Regions from separate parts of the Mus musculus genome. Here regions 1 and 2 are each linked to region 3. A link is a contact called in public promoter capture Hi-C data. All regions are on one chromosome and are shown on one strand. Each heading gives the region's core, a stretch centred on a gene start, on an enhancer-like site or on the middle of the called end of the contact. The rest is flanking DNA. Distances are from core to core; before and after follow the strand shown.

What was found. Promoter capture Hi-C pulls out the DNA fragments that hold promoters and counts their contacts. Capture Hi-C pulls out chosen DNA fragments and counts their contacts.
Region 1: a contact with region 3 is called in a promoter capture Hi-C map of liver, with 4 times the contacts expected there. The contact joins the promoter of Npepl1 here to the promoter of Rbm38 in region 3. A contact is called at or near these places in 3 of 39 promoter capture datasets (the C10 cell line and liver), 1 of 484 Hi-C or Micro-C datasets (the G1E-ER4 cell line), 2 of 115 datasets of contacts at active chromatin or transcription factors (astrocytes and pancreatic cancer cells) and 2 of 9 other capture datasets (adipose tissue and liver).
Region 2: a promoter capture Hi-C map of liver shows a contact between it and region 3, with 5 times the contacts expected there. The contact joins the promoter of Stx16 here to the promoter of Rbm38 in region 3. A contact is called at or near these places in 8 of 39 promoter capture datasets (the 3T3-L1 cell line, the C10 cell line, the HPC-7 cell line and 3 more), 1 of 484 Hi-C or Micro-C datasets (the G1E-ER4 cell line) and 1 of 115 datasets of contacts at active chromatin or transcription factors (astrocytes).

Annotation. Positions count from the first base shown.
Region 1 is chr2:174,108,758-174,111,608 of GRCm38.p6, forward strand. Npepl1 (aminopeptidase-like 1) reads left to right here and starts at 1,594. Exons shown (of 12, transcript NM_213733.2): 1 at 1,594-1,815; 2 at 2,320-2,505. The coding sequence starts at 1,666.
Region 2 is chr2:174,075,602-174,078,301 of GRCm38.p6, forward strand. Stx16 (syntaxin 16) reads left to right here and starts at 1,450. Exons shown (of 9, transcript NM_172675.4): 1 at 1,450-1,588. The coding sequence starts at 1,457.
Region 3 is chr2:173,020,479-173,023,178 of GRCm38.p6, forward strand. It overlaps Rbm38 (RNA binding motif protein 38), which reads left to right and starts at 1,424. Exons shown (of 4, transcript NM_019547.2): 1 at 1,424-1,792; 2 at 2,314-2,437. The coding sequence starts at 1,562.

The DNA.
Region 1 (2,851 bases), core at 344-2,843, 1.1 Mb after region 3:
AAGCCCCCCAACATACTCTGTGGTCTGTAGCATACGCAGAGACCTGCGCACCTGCAGCTCCAGCTCCTGCTCTCATAGGCTGCAGGCTATGTCATGCTCACTCCTGCCCCACCTCCCAGCGTCATTCCTTCAGATGACATCTTGCTGTGGACTGGCCTGGGGACTGGGGACATAGTACTTCTCCCACAGGGATCAGCTTAAGCCTGCCACCCTCTAGGAAAATTGCAAGTTGTCTCGGCCCCTCCTGAGTGCCTTGTGCCTCACACTGTATTTGCAAACACCAGAGAATCGGGATAGAACACTTAGTACCCTTTACAAAATGTGTGAAAACATGCAGTTGCTGTAAAAACTCTTTTTCGAGAAAATAAGATCCAATTAGTGTTGACTTCTGCGTCAGGAAAGCCAGAGTTTCAAAGGAATCCCCTCTGCTCATTCAGCTACTGCCGTCTTCAGGGCTGGCCTGCTCTGGGCTGTTTGATGGAACCTCCAAAGCTGAAGAAATCCATACCATAGATGGCTTGTAGGTGGGGACATAAGGTGGGTGGTGCCTGCAGGGTCAGTGGAATGGAGAGCTATGTGATGAAACTGGCTTTGGTAGGGTTTTTTTTTTTTTTTTAATGTTTTATTTAATTCATTCTCTCTCTCTCTCTCTCTCTCTCTCTCTCTCTCTCTCTCTCTCTCTCTCTCTGTGTGTGTGTGTGTGTGTGTGTGTTTAAGTCGGTGTGAGTGGGTACCTCTTAGTCAACCTCTTAGTCAATGGACACATTTTGGATACTGGTTTGCACCTTCCAGATACGGGACTAGAACTCTGGTCCTCAGGCGCTGCAATAAGTGTCTTTTCTCGCTCAGCCATCTTGTTTTGCTAGTTTTAAAGGCTGATAACAGAGAAGAAATGTAGATTAAAAGTGACATATAAGACTGGAGGTCACAGCCGGGCGTGGTGGCGCACCCCTTTAATCCCACTTGGGAGGCAGAGGCAGGAGAATTTCTAAGTTTGAGGCCAGCCTGGTCTACAGAGTGAGTTCCAGGACAGCCAGGGCTACACAGAGAAACCCTGTCTTGAAAAAAAAAAAAGGAAGAAGACTGGAGGTCACTGAGCTCTAGCCCCAGGCCTGGAGTTGTCAAAACCTGGGCAGTGTAGGGTAGCAGCTGACTCCTTTCAAATGACTTCCTATAAGCTCCCAACACTGCTGTCTTTTCCTCTCCAACACAGGTGACAAAGTGCAGAGGCAGCTTGCGCCCACTGCTGAATGGTGACCTTTCTGGCGAGCGTTAGGCCGAGGAGGCGGCCTACGCGGAATAAAGGGGGGATCCGAGTGCCTAATTGTCAGGCCACTGCAGTAGCCACGGCTGTCCCTGGCAAGTGAGGCTTCCTCGAGTCCAGGAACCTACTGCCAGCCGGGCCAGGGCAGTAGCCAGAGCTGGAGCGCTTCCAGGGGCTCGCGCGCCACTTGCCCCCCAACGGAGGCCCGGAAGGCGCAGTACGGCCCGCGCCCCGCCTCCGCCGGCGCCCCCTCGCGCCCCGGGTGGGCCCTGCAGGGCGGCGCGGCCCGGAGGCGGCGGGGAAGGCGGGGCGCCGAGGCCGGGCGGGCCGGGGCGGCGCCGAGCCGGGCCGGAGCAGGGCGCAGGGTGCTGGGCGGCCCGGCCGGGGTCGTGGGGGGGAAGATGGCGAGCGTGGGGCTGCAGTTCCAGGCCAGCGCCGGGGACGCGGACCCCCAGAGCCGGCCCCTGCTGCTGTTGGGCCAGCTGCAACACCTGCACCGCGTGCCCTGGAGCCACGTCCGCGGGAAGCTGCAGCCCCGGGTCACCGAGGAGGTGAGCGGGCCGCGGCCGCCATGCGCCTGCCAAGCCCAGGCCCTGGGCCACGGGCCCCGCCTCGCCCGCGCGCCCCGCCGGGCCCAGGGCGCAGGCCCGCGACAGGCCTAGCCGTCTGTCCCCAAGGCCCTGGCTGCAGCGAGGCCCGGCCTGTGTCGCCGGCCTGCCCGGGCCGAGCCACCTGCTTCCGCGCCTCTGGGCCGGGCCCTGCAGAAGGCCCAGTGGCGGCTTTCCGCGTGGCCTCTGGCCTCGAGACCCGCTTCCATGGCCACTAGCCAGGGCCCAGGAGCCGGGCCTCCAAGTGTTTGAAGCAGAGGGTCCCCAGACAGGCCTTGCCAGCGCGAGGCGCAGTCCCACGAGGGTGGTAGGGTACCAGAGAGCCACACATGCCTGGTGGCAGCGGCTAGGGTGCCTTAGACAAGCAGGCGTGGCCCGCAGGGCGCATCTAGCCACACAGCACACGTGTTGAAGCCCGGTCCGTCTCATATCTCCTTTCTAATCCAGCTCTGGCAGGCAGCTCTGGCCACGCTCAACCCCAACCCCACAGACAGCTGTCCTCTCTACCTGAACTGCGCCACAGTGGCAGCTCTGCCTTCTAGGGTGAGCCGGCATAACAGCCCGTCCGCAGCCCACTTCATCACCAGGCTCGTGAGAACCTGCCTGCCTCCTGGAACCCACCGGTGTATCCTGGTGAGTGCTGGGCCGGTGAGTGTACCCCAGCCCGTGGCCCACCTCAAGCACAGCAGGCTGGCCCGTGTGATCTCCCATTCTAACCCTTCAACCACCGAGTGATTTACACCGGATCGGTTTGCGTGACAAATCAGAGATGCCAGCCTAGATTTATTGAGGCCTGGGCTTATGTCTGTGCCCTGCTCATCTGTCTGGGAAAGAGTGGACAACATCTGGTGGCAGACATTTTTCTCACGCAGCCTCAGGTTACTGGGGGGGCACAGCCGTCTGGGTTTGTAGAGCTGCTATTGGGAGAGTCCTGGTGGTGTCCCTTTGTGGCTTCAGCCCCACCTTGCTTCTCTCTCAC
Region 2 (2,700 bases), core at 200-2,699, 1.1 Mb after region 3:
AAACGTGGGCATAACCTCAACACAAAGTACTTTTTGGGGGAGTGGGGCTGAGGGGTTGTCTCTAAGTTTAGGAACCTTTCCCACTTGGGCACAACATTGTAGTGCCCAAGTGTAGATGCCTGACCACTCTTTATTGCCCACAGTAAGGCCAGCAAGGCCTAGCGCCCAAGCTTTTTTTATTATTATTTTTTTCTTTTTTCCCTGGCCTGGTTGTTTTTCGGATACTTTTTTTTTTCTCACAGTTTAAAGAAAAAAAATAAAAAAATAAAAAGGTAAGGCCATCTCAGCAGCGCCAGGCGCCTGCAGTGGAGCGTGCCTGGCCTGCAGAGGCAGACTTCTTCCACTTTTCCTCCGCCCCCGCGCAGGACTAGGCTCTGCAAGAGCCACGTTTCCACATTTCTGCCTGCCTGACAATCCTACTAGAAGTTTACAATTGCCTGGACCCCAGTGGTGGTCTTCGGCTCCAGGGCCAAGGTTTTGAAGCCGTTTTTTGGGGCCAGGACGCCTGCCCCAGAGTCTGTACACTCTTAGGAAAAGGGGAAGAAGGCGCCCCGGGAACTGTCCCAGAGAGGGCGGAGCACTCCCATCCCGGGGCAGGGCAATAAGGGAGCTCCCGCTCCCGGAACGTTGCAAGCAATCTCATGAATGTCGCAGGGGGGCACCCGCGAGGAACGGACAGGAAGAGGGCCGGGGGAATGCTAGAGCCCGGGACCACTGCACGGAAGCGGCCTTGGGCAGGGTTGCAGCCTGATCCCGGGATGGAGGGTGCCGGTGAAGAGGAGTGAGGAGGCTGGGGGAGGCAGGCCGTGAGGTCCTCGTGGAGGCCCGCAGCCTCCTGGCAGTGGAGAAGCAGGCCGCACAGGAAAGAGAGGGGTCAGGTCGGGCTGAGCCTCAGTAGGCTCAGGCGACTATATGGGAGCTGTAGACGCTCCTTTGTCGTTGTGGGCTCGGCCTGTTTGGAGCAGGCCTTTTGTGAGGAGAGTTAACCCAAACTCGGAGTTAGAGCCACATGCCGGGCACGCAGGCGCTCTGAGTTAGGGTTAGGGCGCCAGCACCTTTGGGGAGGTCTTAGGAAGTGAGTGGGTAGGGGTCTCTCCCATCCCCGAGCCGGATTGGCGCGTCAGGCGCTTGTGGATCCGAGCTGGGATTGGGGAGGGGTCTCCAGGACGTTTGATTTCGACGCTAGGATTGGGGGGATTCGAGTGCTTTGAGATCCGAGCCAGCCTTGGGGTAGGGGGAGTCAGGCAGTTGGAAAAGGCGAGGTGGTTATTTGGGGAGGGGTCTCCGCGCTTAGGCGGATTGCAAAATCGCGCCGTGAAAAGCCTAAGGCTTTGTCAAGAGAGATTTCTGTGCAAGAGTGGAATCAGCTAGGCCAGACCAAGAGAGAAAGTGAACAAATCAGGACTACAAGGGGGGGTGGGAGACCCTGAGAGGGGGGGTCACAAAGGGGGAGACAATGGCCACCAGGCGTTTAACCGACGCTTTCTTGTTGTTGCGGAATAATTCCATCCAAACCCGGCAGCTGTTAGCCGAGCAAGTGAGTAGTCACACCACCTCCAGCCCTCTGCATTCACGTAGCATTGCTGCGGTGAGTCTTCCTGGCGGCCTCTCCAGACACACACACCGTGTGCACTGCGGCTCTGCCTGTCTGTCTGTCTCTTGTCTGTCTCTCTGTCTAAAAAGAAAAAAAAAAAAGAAAAAAAGAACAACAACAATAACAAGGCGACGACGACTAGGAGTGTGATACAGAAGGAAGTGGAGCACGGCCATGGCTTATGGGGCACTTGCAACCCCCAATGGGGACCACAGTATCAACCCCTGCCCTGCCTTCTCACTTCCTGGGCCTCCTGGTCCTCCTCCCCCACCATCCGTCGGGCAGCCTCGATTTACATATGTTTTAACACGAGGACTTGGAACCTAGGCCTTTCTCCAACCTTCTTTTTGTTTTGTTCTGTTCTGTTTGGCACTCCCCCCCCCCCCCCCTGCAATGGCCTCACTTTGGTTCTGTGGGCCAGGTGGGTGGTTAGCTGACTCAAATCCTTGCAGACCCCCCCCCCCCAGGAAGGAGTGTGTGTGTGTGTGTGTGTGTGTGTGTGTGTGTGTGTGGTCTGCTCAGCTCAGCTCATTTTCTTTCCCACTATTTTTCTTCCAATGGCCCTAGTTCTCGGTGTGGCCATGTACACTAGGAGTAATTGCTTTGCTGCCCCCCCCCCCCGCCCTCCCCCCTCCGAGGACTCATGTTGGTGAGATTGCAAGGTGCTAGGCGCTTCATTTTCCATTTCCCACACAGGAAATTAAGCTTCTCCATTCGAACTTTTTTTTAAAAAAACAAAACAAAACAAAAAAAGGAACCAACATGATGCGGATGTGAAAATTAATCCCCCAAAATAGCACATGGCTTTTGATTTTATTGACCAGAACTTCACTTCGCCTAGCAGTGTAGGGTTTTGTTATTGTTGTTGTTCTTTTTCAAAGCAATGTTCCAGTATGATTGCTGTATTTGGTTTGTTTTTGATGGAGGCTTTGGCTTCCAGAGCCTCAGTTTCCTGCTCTCTCAGATAGGGGGCGGGTCTGAATGGTGCAGCCAGATGAATATTGTTAGCTTTGTAATAATACCTTTAATTGAAAAGGGAAGGTTTGAATGGAAGCAGCCTTGAAACATGGGGGAATGCACGGTCACCCCACGACCTTAGGGGCTGC
Region 3 (2,700 bases), core at 174-2,673:
GACCTTAGACCAGAAAGAAGCCCCGGTTGGGTAGGGTCTGGGGAGAACAAGCCTTACAGCAAAGGAAACTTGAAGCGAGGAAGGTAAAGCCAAGAGAGTGAGGCGCTGGGCAGGGGTATCCCCAGCAGGCTCGGAGTTCTGCTCTGTGTGAAGGGGACTAGACTGACTGGGGCTGAACCTGCCCAGAGGCTGCCTGCCTTACTGTCCGCCTTGACCAGTGGGGCCAGGCCAGTTTTAGCCCCACTAAAAGCTGTAGGTCTTCAGGTCCCAGTGTGATAACCAGGAATGGGGACATGAGGGACGCAGGATCAGGGCTGCTTCCTGGCCCGGAGGCTAAAGCATCGTGCCTGCTTCTGTGCTGAAATTCCCATTTTCTTCTTTCTATTTTATGGTTTCCCATCATACAGGCTAGCTTCTGACTTTCTGTGTAGCAGGGTATGGACCCGGAACCCTCCCACCCTCCCAACTCCTCAGTATTAGGATCACCGGTGTATTCCACTCGGCTGTTTGAAATTTCTGTCTCTAACAAGGGCCCCACGTTTGCATTTGCGCTGGTGGGGAAGAGTTCTGCAGACTGGCATCATGGTCCCAGCCTTGGCCCACGTTCTACACAGGCCATGTCATGCCTTCTGCTTGTTCTCCTGCTAAGGGTGACCCCACAGGCGGTCCCATGTCAGTGACATGGGAGCCCAGCCGCCTTTGTTCTTCCTCACAGTAGAAAGTAGAAAGTAGAAAGCTCTTAGCTTTCTACAAGACTGTAAAAGGTGTATTCACTATCGATTAGCCCTCATTTTCACAGACTACCTAGTGTCCCGGGGTATGCCATTGTTGAAGTCCCAGCAGAGAATCCCTGACACCACAGGACCGCCAAAGTACGTGTGATGTATTATGGTGTGCGTGTGAATTATTTTTATAAACATGGCAAATTCACTTTGCCCTTTATTTTTATTTTTTATTTTTTGGAGACAGGGTATGATTTAGTCCAGCTGGCCTCAAACTTAGTATATAGCCAAGGGTGGCCTTGAACTGACTCTCTTTCTTGAGTGTTGGGTTTACAGGTGTGTGTCACCAGCCAGGTTTTTGTGATGGGGAGATCAAACCACAAGGGTTCGCGAATGAGTAGCTGAGGCACTCCTTCGGACCTTTTTTTTTTTTTTTTTCGGACCTTTTAACAAGTACGTTTGCACCCCTAGTCGCTCGGGTGTAAACCACTGAATCAAGCAACGCTTGGAATATACCGGACCGTGCGCCCCGCGAGACAGACAAGCTGATACCGGCGAGCACCTAGGGGCTAAGTCACCTCATTCGCCGGACCCGCGTCCTGGCACGCGGGACGTACTTAGAACTACAATTCCCGGCGGCCCCCGCTTCCAAAGGCGTGTCTTAAACGAGAGGGGCGTGACCGCGGGGCGTGGCCGGCTACAAAGGCGGCCGGCAGCTCGCAGGGCGCGGAGTAGACGCTTCGCGGCGGACGGAGAAGCGGCGCGGGACAGCGTGGGGAACTCGGATTCGGCCTGGGACACCCCCGCATGCGCCGGCCGGCTCGGTAGCGGCGGCCCCGATGCTGCTGCAGCCCGCGTGCTCCCCGAGTGTGTTTCCGCGGCCGTCCGCCGCCCCCAGCGCCATGCACGGCTCACAGAAGGACACCACGTTCACCAAGATCTTCGTGGGCGGCCTGCCCTACCACACCACCGACGCATCGCTCAGAAAGTACTTCGAGGGCTTCGGAGACATCGAGGAGGCCGTGGTCATCACCGACCGCCAGACCGGCAAGTCCCGCGGCTACGGCTTCGTGAGTGCCCGCGGCGCGCGCACCTGCCGCCGCCCCTCCCCCACCGCCTCCCAGACCCGCCGCGCGCAGCCGGGACTCCGGGGCTTCCCGGGGCCGTCGGCCCTTCCCCCACACTTTCCAGCTGCCCCAAAGAAGCGTAAGCTGTTAGCGCCAGCGACTTGAAGACGGTTTCCCACTTCCTTCCACTCTAGTGTCCCCAAACTAATTCTCTGAGAAAGTTAACGGTACTTACTGATGGCCTGGACAGCGGGGGGGTGGGGAGGACTCCCCTTGAGGTTCCCTTTACTCCACTTCCTAGGGGATTGTCGCTGTCCTTGAAGGCACTCCGCACTTGAACTTTGGGGAAGGAGCTGCAGCCCTGGAGGCAGAGAAGACAGTGCCCCAAGGGTCCTAAATACCAGATACTCTTCTGGGAGGAAAGACCCAGAGATGGCCCGATGCCCGGGCAAAACCCCCTTCCCTTCTCTGCCTTGTTTTCCTCAGCCAGCCACCAAAGCCCCTGACCCTCTGTGTTCCTGCAGGTGACCATGGCAGATCGGGCAGCGGCTGATAGGGCTTGCAAAGACCCTAACCCTATCATCGATGGTCGCAAGGCCAATGTGAACCTGGCCTACCTGGGTGCCAAGCCTAGGAGCTTACAGACGGGTAAGAGCTTTGAGTTTTCTTTCCAGCCCTCCTTGTTTCTATATTCAGCTTTGGTATCTGTCTGATGGAAAAACGCTGCCCCCGCTCCCCCTTTGTCCCCGAGTGGCAGCCAGCAATCATGTGCCTGCAGAGGCAGCCCAGGGCAACCACCCCTGGCTTGGGAGCTTGCTCCTCTTTCTCGGCAGTTTATGGTCCCAGGGATAATGATTTTTTTTTTCCAAAGTCTCCTACTCTTGGGGAGGGAAGAAGTCAGATGCCGACCA